Linked DNA regions of Sus scrofa: all the other regions are linked to region 2. Evidence: chromatin contacts called from public Hi-C data. All regions are on one chromosome and are shown on one strand. Each heading gives the region's core, a stretch centred on a gene start, on an enhancer-like site or on the middle of the called end of the contact. The rest is flanking DNA. Distances are from core to core; before and after follow the strand shown. Region 1 overlaps SCFD2 (sec1 family domain-containing protein 2). Region 2 has its middle 150 kb from the start of CHIC2. Region 3 overlaps SCFD2 (sec1 family domain-containing protein 2).

Region 1 (3,220 bases), core at 142-2,641, 610 kb after region 2:
TCACCTCTGTCTTGGACATCTCTTTGTTTTCTGCAACTTTAGGCTCTCCTGATTGTGATGGAGTAGTGTAAAGTCAGTTACATGTGGAGGTGCATCACAGTTCTGCTGCTCATTGGCCAAACATCAATTTATTTTCCCATAAGAATGGGGGAGATAGCTATTTTGTAATTTCGGAGGAGAAAGAAACCTCTGAGCAGAGCAAAGGTTATGATCGTTATGCAAACCGGAGTTAGTATGCTGCAGTTATAGTCTACCTTTGAGGAAATCTGCATGGGAAGCCGTATTATAGGAAGGTTGTTTGATGGGAGTAAAATCCAGACAATCAACTCAAGTTAGATGATTTTACCCTTTCTTTCTGGGAAATGTACTTATTCATTCTTTTCGCTTGGTTTCTCTTTTTCTCCTCTTTGTGCTTAAACTCTCCCTTTTGATAACACATTCTTTTAGCCGAATTCTAAATATTTTTTCCATTTTCAGCTTACATATCATTACATTCTGTTACCCCTTCCTGACTCTCTTCACCCCCTAAATCACCTTGGCTATCTCTGAGATTCCCAAACCTCTGTGGTCACATTTTTACAGGAAAACCTCTTGGGCTACATTTCCAGATGATGATCTCATCCATTGCATCGCGCAGCTTCTTAATTTACTCTCCTTGTTGTGGGGCAGTGGAGTTTTAGCTCCGTAGACTCATCATCAGTTCTTCTTTTTCAAATTAAGTGTGATGAATTCTTCCAAGCATTTCTGAAAAGACAAGCCTTTTTTCTTTTTTTTCTCTTTTAATTTTAATGCCACACCTGTGGCATATGGAGGTTCCAAGGTTTGGGGTCTAATCGGAGCTGTAGCTGCGAGCATACGCCACAGCAACGCAGGATCTGAGCCACGTCTGCGACCTACACCATAGCTCACGGCAATGCCAGATCCTTAACCCACTGAGCGAAGCCAGGGATTGAACCCGCAAGCTCATGGTTCCTAGTCAGATTCGTTTCTACTGCGCTACAAAGGAAACTCTGACAAGCCTTTAACAATCACATTTTTTCAAGTTCTGAGCCGCTGGCATAGCTCTAGTTTGTTAGTGTCCATCCTAAAATGTGATGTCGGGAGCTGAATAAAGACACTGTCTTGTTCTTTGCCTCTTTTTGGCCATCATACTTCTCTTAATGAAGTCACAGATGAAATTATTGAGTTTTGCTTCCCTCCGATGCCACGCCCACTGTCATTTCCGGCTTTTACAATTTCGCAATACTGGCTTTGAGAAACAGCAATAACTCAAAACACCCTAAAATTTTATTCGATATATAGTGTTTTCAGTATAACTCTGCTTCTTACTGGTACTTGAGTTTATCTAGTTGTGGCTGGATAACAGCCGTGTTTTGATCACATTTTTATCTTTTGCTTTCGTTTTGGATTAAGGGGAGCATGTGTCCACACACATCTGTGTGTGTGTGTGTGTGTGTGTGTGTGTGTGTGTGTGTCTATGTGTTATGTGGAGTAGGTGTGGACATTGTCAAGCTTTGCAAAATAGATATCGTAAAGCCTAATAAGACCAACATACCATCTGATATATGATAATTTATAAGAGGTAAGAGCATCTGGATAGGGCACATACACTGACTGTTAAGTCTCACACATCTTTGTCTTCATGTATTAGCTGTTGCCACAGTTTGAGGAATGAGGAAGGGAATTGACTATTATTGAACAGCTACTTTGTTTTTTTTGCGTTTTTTTTTTTTTTTTTTTTTTTTGCTTTTTTAGGGCTGCACCCGTGGCATATGGAGGTTCCCAGGCTAGGGGTCGAATCAGAGCCGCCCGCCTACTCCACAGACACAGCAGCATCAGATCCGACCCACGTCTGCGACCACAGCTCACGGCAACACCAGATCCTTAACCTACTGAGTGAGGCCAGGGATGGAACCCACAACCTCATGGTTCCTAGTTGGATTTGTTTTGGCTGGGCCACAATGGGAATTCCTGACCAGCTGCTTTGTTTCAGGTACTGTAACAAGTTTTACATAGTTTGTGTAATTTAATCCTCCCAGCAGTCTTGTGAATTTGGTACCCTTTCCCCACAGCCCGCTTCATTTCACAGACAAGGAACACTAAGACTCAAGAAGGTTAAGTTTCTTTTCCGGGATTACTGTGCCAGTTGTTAACTGTCTCTTCAATCTCAGCCCACCCTTGTGCTCCTGATGCTGGGGATGAGACCCTGCACACCACATTCTGCTTTTCCAGCTGGTGGCCTGGCGGGCTGTGCTAGTAAGGGATGCCCGAGGGAAACTGCAAGCCTGAAAGGGGAAAAGGCAACTTGTCACATCCTGCCTGCCTCCTCTGGACTTGCTTCTGCCTGTGACTGCCATGCCAACCACACTTCTTCACCCCTGCAGTGGCAGGTCTTTTCTGTGGCAGCAACAGAATTCAGTTTGCAGTTCTTCCAATACTTGCAGAACCAGCTTCACAGCACCCCCTCCTTGGATATACCAGCCCAGCTAGGCAGTGCTCTGTTCTCAGAGGTATAATTCCATCCTCCTCCCTGCTGGTGACAGCTGCTTCCAACAGTTGCTACCTGTGTGATACCTTGGAGTTCCTTTTTTACCTTTCTGTAACCCAGTTAACAATTCTCTGTGCTCCAATAACTGGTGTGTTTCCTACCTTTTGCCTGGGTCCCGACTAATACAGTCTTAGAGGGGGTGAGCCAGAATATAGTCCTGGTCTCCCTGACTTCTCTAGCAGGCCTCTTTCATTTTGAGAAATCAAACTATGGGGGTGGAGGTGGGGCAGGAGGAGCGGCTACAGAGCCACAAACACAGATATGATTGTGCCATTACTCTGTCTAACCTCTGGTGGTTCCCCAGCCTCAAGATAGTGTCCAAACTCCTTAGCATGCTATTTGTATGTCTTTCCGACTTCTGGCCTCACACGCAATTCACCCATCGACTCGAATTGCTTTTCCTCCCTACTCCCCATTCACCAGAAGGAACTTCTGTAGATCCAGGTCTTGGTTGTTTTTGCCTGAAATATTTTCACCTGATTGTCCCTCCACATACTCTCCACCCTTCTCTACCTGTGCCTCTGGAGGCTAGCAGTTATGGGGTGCCTCAGCAGGCTTTTCCGGCCTCGCGGTTGGGTTTGGCCAGTGGGAGGCATGGGCAGGAGATTTAGAGGGTGAGAGGGAGCATGGTTAGGTCTTGTCTGCCTGGCTTCATCCCTGTCAGGATGCAGT
Region 2 (3,439 bases), core at 115-2,614:
TGTTGGCAGTTTCTCTGCTCCGTTTGGATTACTAGGGAGCAAAAGATAAAACCCGGGCAGAAAGCAATGTGTCAGCAGGAACGGACCAAGGTTCCCTACCCACTGGGTAACCCTTTGCTTGGGAGAGATGGTTTCGTCTGAGTAGCTTGAGAACTTCTCAAATAATTCGGTTATGAAGCTCTTGTAACTGTCTTGGGAGATAGGAAGGAAGAGACTTTGTGGACAGAATAAATTGCCAGAGCACTTGAACTGACCAAAGCAGTGCTGGCAGGGAAGGGCCTTTCTGTTTTTGGAATGACTTATACATTTTTAAAAGGCCTATGTGGAAATTAAAAATTTATATGCCCTCTTTGAGTGGTTGACCTGAATCACGATTTGTAGTGACTTCTTTCTTGTGAGCCTATGTTTGGAGGGGCTTCGGGGTACACAGATCGGGGGGAGGGAAGAAGAGGTGCTGGGGGGCCCTGAGCTTATGAGGACAGGTTAGAGCCCTCTTGGCTCTGTGCCTGAATGCAAATTACTTCATTTGGGGAGTTCTTGTGTTTCAGTGAGTTAAGAACCCGACTGGTATCCATGAGGGTGTGGGTTCAATCCCTGGCCTCGCTCAGTGAGTTAAGGATCTGGTGTTGCCATGAGCTGTGGTGTAGGTCACAGATGAGGCTTGGATCTGGCATTGCTGTGGCTGTGGCTGTGGCTGTAGCACAGCTGCAGCTCCAATTAGACCCCTAGCCTGGGAACTTCCATATGCCACACTTGCAGCCCTAAAAAGAAAAAAAAAATTCACTTCATTTGGTTTGAAAGCTTTAAACGTCATATTGTTGAGGCTTCTGTGCATCAATTAATCATCTTCTGTGTCCGTGCACCTGCTGTGTATGCAATCAGGCATCAAGGCGCCTAGGAAAGATGTGTTCTGATGGGAAAGGGGAGACTTCATTGGGGCTTCAAATTCTAGGAAATCAAGTTTGTGGTCTGCAAACTGAATCACTCTGTTCTTAAATTTTAGCCCGAGTTCCTGCAGCTTTGGGTCCTTCCTTTCCCAGGACAGTTCTGGAGACAGACCTTCAGCTCCATTCTGCTCCGAAGGGAACTTGTGCTGTGTCAGGTCATTTGGAAAAAATGATGAGATCAAGTCATTATCAGCACGAATGGAGCAGTAGGGAATGGGTCCCAGGGAACCTTCCCTAATCCCATAACTCTTTGAAAAGCCCTGCAAAGATGCTCTTGCCAAGTCCTGTCTCATCAAGCCAGGGGTGTTATCCTTACAAAAGGAACATCAGGACTCTTCTTATCCATGGTATCCTCTCACCAACAGTAGATCTCTAAATTATCAGGGGTAAAGTATGTTCAAGACTCAGAAAATATCCATCAAAGCACAAAGTCAGGAAACAGATCTGTTTAGTTGTTTTTCTTTCTGCTAAAAGCCTTTGAGGAAGCATTTGCATTGGCCTATGCCCAGGTGTCTAGAATCAGCCAGATTACAAGCGGGGACTTCTCAGCTGGGTGGTGATCAGAATGCTTCCTCTACAAGAGGGCTTCCATCCAGATATACGGAGATGGAATCGGAAACTCAGGTCTTTACTGACTTAATTGCATAGAGCCCCACAGCAGCCTGGTAAGGAACTGTCAATGTGTTGCAATCTTTTGGAAATACTGACACCAAAAGATTTCATTATGAAAAATTATTATCCAATGAGGAAAGCAGAACAAATTACAGAAAATTCTAGAGTCCCCGTGCACATCATTGAAATGGGTGCTACCTAAGAGAAAAGTCACGTTGAGTTTATATGCTTTCTTTAGGAAATAGGAATCCTTAGTCCTTGAGTCCAATACAGCTATACTAGAGGGAAGGAGATGTCCATTTATCAACAAGAAAATGTACATTTGTGTCAAAAGCTAAGGGGATTAAAAAAAATAATATCCTTGTAAGTTTCTTTATTGGGACCATGAATGAAATACTGAATATTAATTGTTTGCATTTACATGACATTTTACTCATCAGAGAACTTTCTGACCATTTGGCAACAGAGGTGAGCTGTGGGGGGAAGATTAGGAGAAAAGCCAGGTGACAGTGTAAGTTCATGAAGGAAACCGGAAACGGAAACTAAAGAGTGTTATTTCCGCTCATTTGGGTAACGGACTGGTGTTGGACAAACTGTCCCAGGAAATAATCAAGAGAAGAGCAGGCGTCGTGATGAAAGACTTCCTTCTCTTCTTTTCCTCCCAACGCTTCTTCTCTGACCACAGTTTGAACACATTTCAATCACCAGCGGCCCCAGCAGGGCGAGGATGCCACAGGGCTGCCTCTCTGCCTGGTAGCGTTCAAGGGTTGTATCCAGGGCTCTTCCCGGAAGTGCGGGTGGAGCCCGGTGAGTTACCGTATTTCCCCTGCAACTGCCGCCGTTTCACCAAAACCATAGGGCTGGGCTGCCAGGGACTGCTCTGTGCTGGCACTGGATGTACACATTGTCTAAAAGAATAAAGGGCAAGTAGGCACCTATAAAGTGTAACGACTGTTCAGTTAGCTTTTCCACGGGAATGTGGAATGGGCTGATATAGATCTAGTCCAGGAATCCCTCTTAGCCCTGAGGTCCCCGTGTTCTAGGACATTTTCTGCAGACTGGCTTAAGCCATGGTAGCGTTAAATAAATAAAGCATGACGCTGCTACCTTCTGGGGAACACAGCAGATTCTTCTGGTTAGTGGGGGGAACGCAGTGAGCTATGCACAGAGCCTTTCTGAACCAGGAGCAGCCAGCTTCCCATCTGACAAAACAGATTTGCCAGCTTGACTTTGAACTTAAGTCAACAAAGACAGAAAAAGTGTGGGAAATGCAGTCATTTCAAGGGAGGACTCCGTGACTATTTTGTGAACTAAGGCGGCAAGGTCTTTACAAGGATGTTAGGAATTTATTTTTCAGAACCTTCCAGAAGACGATGCATATGAAAATATCATGTAAACTGTAGAGTTCTTCCTGAAAGGACGTTTTTAGACTCAGCAGCGTGAAAGTACTGAAAATATCAGGGAAGCCTGAATGGAAGCATGAAAGAGACCTTGACAGGTCCTTTCTAGGTGCACAGGAAAGTGTGTTCATTTTTAGAGGTGTTATTAAAGAGAGTGAAGATGCTGCGATAATTTAGAATATGGTTTCTACCCTGGCAGAGGCTGATGCGAAATTACAGAAGATAAAGGAGGAGCTTTTTTGTTTGTTTGTTTGTTTGTTTTTTTTTAGGGCCGCACCTGTGGCATATGGAGGGTCCCAGGCTAGGGATTGAATTGAAGCTGCAGCTGCCAGCCAGCGCCACAGCCACAGCAATCGTGACTGTGACCTACACGGCACTTGTAGATCCTTAACCCACTAAAGAGCGTCAGGGATCGAACTCACATCCTCATGGATACCAGTCGGGTTTGTTATTGCTGAGCCACAACGGGAACTCCCCATT
Region 3 (3,321 bases), core at 510-3,009, 830 kb after region 2:
TTTCATATGTGATTGAAATGTTTTCCACGTTTATTTCCAGTGGGTGAAGTGTGGTCCGTTGCATAACCACCCCTACCCCTGGATAATTGCCCTCCTTATTTTTAGGAAGCAGAAAATAGCCTATTGTTTTATAATTACTCAGTGGTGCCCACCCAAACATGAGGATTATGCAAGAACTTTTGCTGCTTCTCTCGTTCAGGGAAGGGAATGGGGATGGAAGCAGGAGGGAGGATAAAATTTTGATCTTTTTTTTTTTTAATGGCCACGCCCACAGCATATGGAAGTTCCCCAGCCAGGGATTGAATTCGAGCTGCAGCTGCAGCAATGTTGGGTCCTTTAACCCACTGTGCTAAGCTGGGATCGAACATACACCTCTGCAGCAACCCGAGCCTCAGCAGTCGGCCTCTGAACGCACTGATTTTGATCATCTTTGCATGTCCTGAAATGCCGTCTTGGAAAAGAGTCATATTTTCTCAGGTTTCCTTAGAGACTTAAAAAAAGAAAAAAAAAAAAAAAAAAGCCATACACACCTACCTTAAAATTAGTGACAAGAGTGACAGGTATACATTTTTTTTTCCACCTGTCTTCTAACCAGAACCTCTTACTCATTTCTAACATGACTCATTTATTTTGTCTAGTACAAAGATGTAAAATACTCACTGAGAGCTAAAGAGCTCAGGAATTCCAGCTAGATAAAAATTTTGTACAACAATAAAGAAAATAATAAAAAATAAAATTAGAAACCTCAGCAGTAGCTTATTTCATAAACCCTATAAACAACAGATACTTAAAATAATTTTTTTGCACAATGAAGCACTGGAGATTGAAAAATTAGGAGTTCCCATCATGGCGCAGCAGAAACGAATCCAACTAGGAACCAAGAGGTTGCAGGTTCGATCCCTGGCCTCGCTCAGTGGGTTGAGGATCTGGCATTGCCATGAGCTATGGTGTAGGTCGCAGACGGCTCAGATCTGCCATTGCTGTGGCTGTGGTATAGGCCAGCGGCTACAGCTACAGCTCCGATTAGACCCCTAGCCTGGGAACCTCTATATGCCGTGGGTGCAGCCCTAAAAAAGACAAAAAAAAAAAAAAAAAATCTGCGTAAAGATTTTGGAGGCTTTTCAAAGATTCATAGTATAACAGTATACAATTTGTATAGAATTTCTTGATTTGTTTGCCCCCCTAACAAATGAAAATATTAGCACAGGACAGATACGATTTTCTAGCTTTCTGCTCCTGTACGATCCAGGATGATAACCAAAAAGCTAATTTTGTGACAACAGTTTTATTTCCATGGCAACTGACTTGTAATGTTACAAACAGTGGATTATTGACTGGTTCATGATGAAGCTTAAGGAAGGTTCCTATTCAAATAGGATCATCCAAACCCAACACCAAGGGGAATACTGTCAGAGCTGCTTCCAGCAGTGTGTCCTTTTCAAAAATGTTCTCATTATTCTGAGAGCTGTGTTTTTATTTTGTGAGGGGTTTTGTTGTTGTCGTTATTGTTTAATGTTCTCATTTTGTTTGCTTTACTTCTTTATCCCCTCTTCCCCCAGAGGTGATGGGATGGAAAAATGCTTATTTTTAGCAACAGAAGCCCCCCTCCCTGAAGAAGCAGTCTCCACTTTCGATTTAATTCTTCCTGCATAAATGAGATTTATTTTGAAACTTCAGTCAAAAACATCTGTACTTTGTGCAGGACAAACATGTGCTTTCTTCCAAGAGCTGCTGACCTTCCTGATGTTAGATAAACCCATGTTGCTCTGTGAAAGCCCCTGGTAGAAGCAAAGACTGCAGTGGGAAATAGAAACCCACTCATTCTTTAACCCAGAGCGCCTCTCTGTGGCCTCAACAAGTTACTACAGAAGGAGGATGAAAGCATCCCAACTGTTTACCAGTTGGCGTTGCATTCCCCACCCCGCAGTCTCCTTCGTACTTTTGAAAGGCAAAATGCAGTTTCATAACCGTATTATTTGACGACTTGCTGTGAATACGAAGCTCCTGAGAGCACATCTTGGAAGATGAGCCACTCTTAGCGGACATTCTACTGGAGCTATTTTTCTCATAGGGATGAGAGGAGGAGCTGAAAGAGACTTATCTGAACCACCCAAAGATGGACAACACGGCTTTGAGAGATTTTCTTTCTCGTGGGTAGTCAGCCCTCATTCATGCTGCTTCTTCCACAGGTTAGACTAGTTATAACTGTCTCTACCTTACTTTTCTGCAGCCCTTCCTAGGTTATAAATCCCCTCAGGGCAGGGCTGTTGTGTCCCTCACCTCTGTATTTCCAAAGCACAGCACAGTGCCTGGCACAAAGTAGGTCTTCAGGAAATGCTGGATGAATCATAGGTGTTTAAGGACCAACAGTGGTGGATCAGAGACATAAAATCCTTAATCTTGGTCCGTGTCCTGACCATCCGAGTGTATGGTTAGCCTTTATTGCTGTGTTTTGCTGTACTTACTCTTTGAAAATTGCCTTAAATATACTGAGCTTTGCTTAATGAGAAACCGAGGTAGCAAATAGTAGACCCTATAATAAAGCTGGACAGTTTGACTTAGTGTCTCTTCTCCCTCCCGACTTGCTGGCTTTTGGTTTGTTTTGCTAAATCATTAGCTTGTAATGTCTACTTTTTATTCAAAACATCTGCCACCCAGTACAACACCAGTAAAATCTTCCAATGGACACTAAAAGCTCAGAGGAAAAAAATAGTCCCATTACCCTAGTAGCAGGGAATGCTGAGTTCTGCTGCTTTTCAGGGAACAGGGGACCCCCCCCCCCGCTTCACAACCGCTATTTTCTTATTCAATTGTCATCTGCATTGAAACATGCTATGTAGGTAACACTTTTTTTTAGAGGTGCATTTAACTATGTTTTGAGAATTGAACTTTATCCCACCAAACACGTGGATCATTCAGTGTACATTTATAGATCCCCTCTATGTGTTTGGCATTGTGCTAGGCTTACAGAAGTGGGTGGCACAGTCCTGCCTGGGCCCCGGGTGGAGGCTGAGGGAATTGTAATGTGGGTGACCTGTACACATACGGCTGAGACCAGTGGTGAGAGTGATGCCTCTGCATACTTGATAAATGTGGCAGGATCAGAATTCAAGACCTTTTTTTTTTCTTTTTTTGTTTTTTGTTTTTTTTTTGCTATTTCTTGGGCCTCTCCCGCGGCATATGGAGGTTCTCAGGCTAGGGGTCTGATCGGAGCTGTAGCCACTGGCCTACGCCAGAGCCACAGCAACGCAGGACCGAGCTGCGTCTGCAACCTACACCACAGCTCACGGCAATGCCAGATCGTTAACCCACTGAGCAAGG

What was found. Hi-C and Micro-C count contacts between places; a contact is called where the count stands out from the background.
Region 1: a Hi-C map of retroperitoneal adipose tissue shows a contact between it and region 2, with 2.0 times the contacts expected there. The contact joins two enhancer-like sites. A contact is called at or near these places in 4 of 47 Hi-C or Micro-C datasets (embryonic fibroblasts, heart right ventricle, mesenteric adipose tissue and 1 more).
Region 3: a contact with region 2 is called in a Hi-C map of retroperitoneal adipose tissue, with 2.2 times the contacts expected there. The contact joins two enhancer-like sites. A contact is called at or near these places in 11 of 47 Hi-C or Micro-C datasets (embryonic fibroblasts, epiblast stem cells, fetal heart ventricle and 7 more).

Annotation. Positions count from the first base shown.
Region 1 is chr8:40,086,057-40,089,276 of Sscrofa11.1, reverse strand. All of the region lies in intron 3 of SCFD2 (sec1 family domain-containing protein 2), which reads left to right. Among named protein-coding and RNA genes, the nearest start is that of SCFD2, 58 kb to the left of the region's middle. Within about 2 kb of position 1,391, at least 4 of the 83 cell types and tissues checked have an H3K27ac peak or open chromatin away from gene starts, as enhancers often do. A contact at or near this core is called in retroperitoneal adipose tissue, where this site is marked.
Region 2 is chr8:40,698,661-40,702,099 of Sscrofa11.1, reverse strand. No RefSeq gene overlaps it. Among named protein-coding and RNA genes, the nearest start is that of CHIC2, 150 kb to the left of the region's middle. Within about 2 kb of position 1,364, at least 7 of the 83 cell types and tissues checked have an H3K27ac peak or open chromatin away from gene starts, as enhancers often do. A contact at or near this core is called in retroperitoneal adipose tissue, where this site is marked.
Region 3 is chr8:39,867,214-39,870,534 of Sscrofa11.1, reverse strand. All of the region lies in intron 5 of SCFD2 (sec1 family domain-containing protein 2), which reads left to right. Among named protein-coding and RNA genes, the nearest start is that of RASL11B, 170 kb to the right of the region's middle. Within about 2 kb of position 1,759, at least 26 of the 83 cell types and tissues checked have an H3K27ac peak or open chromatin away from gene starts, as enhancers often do. A contact at or near this core is called in retroperitoneal adipose tissue, where this site is marked.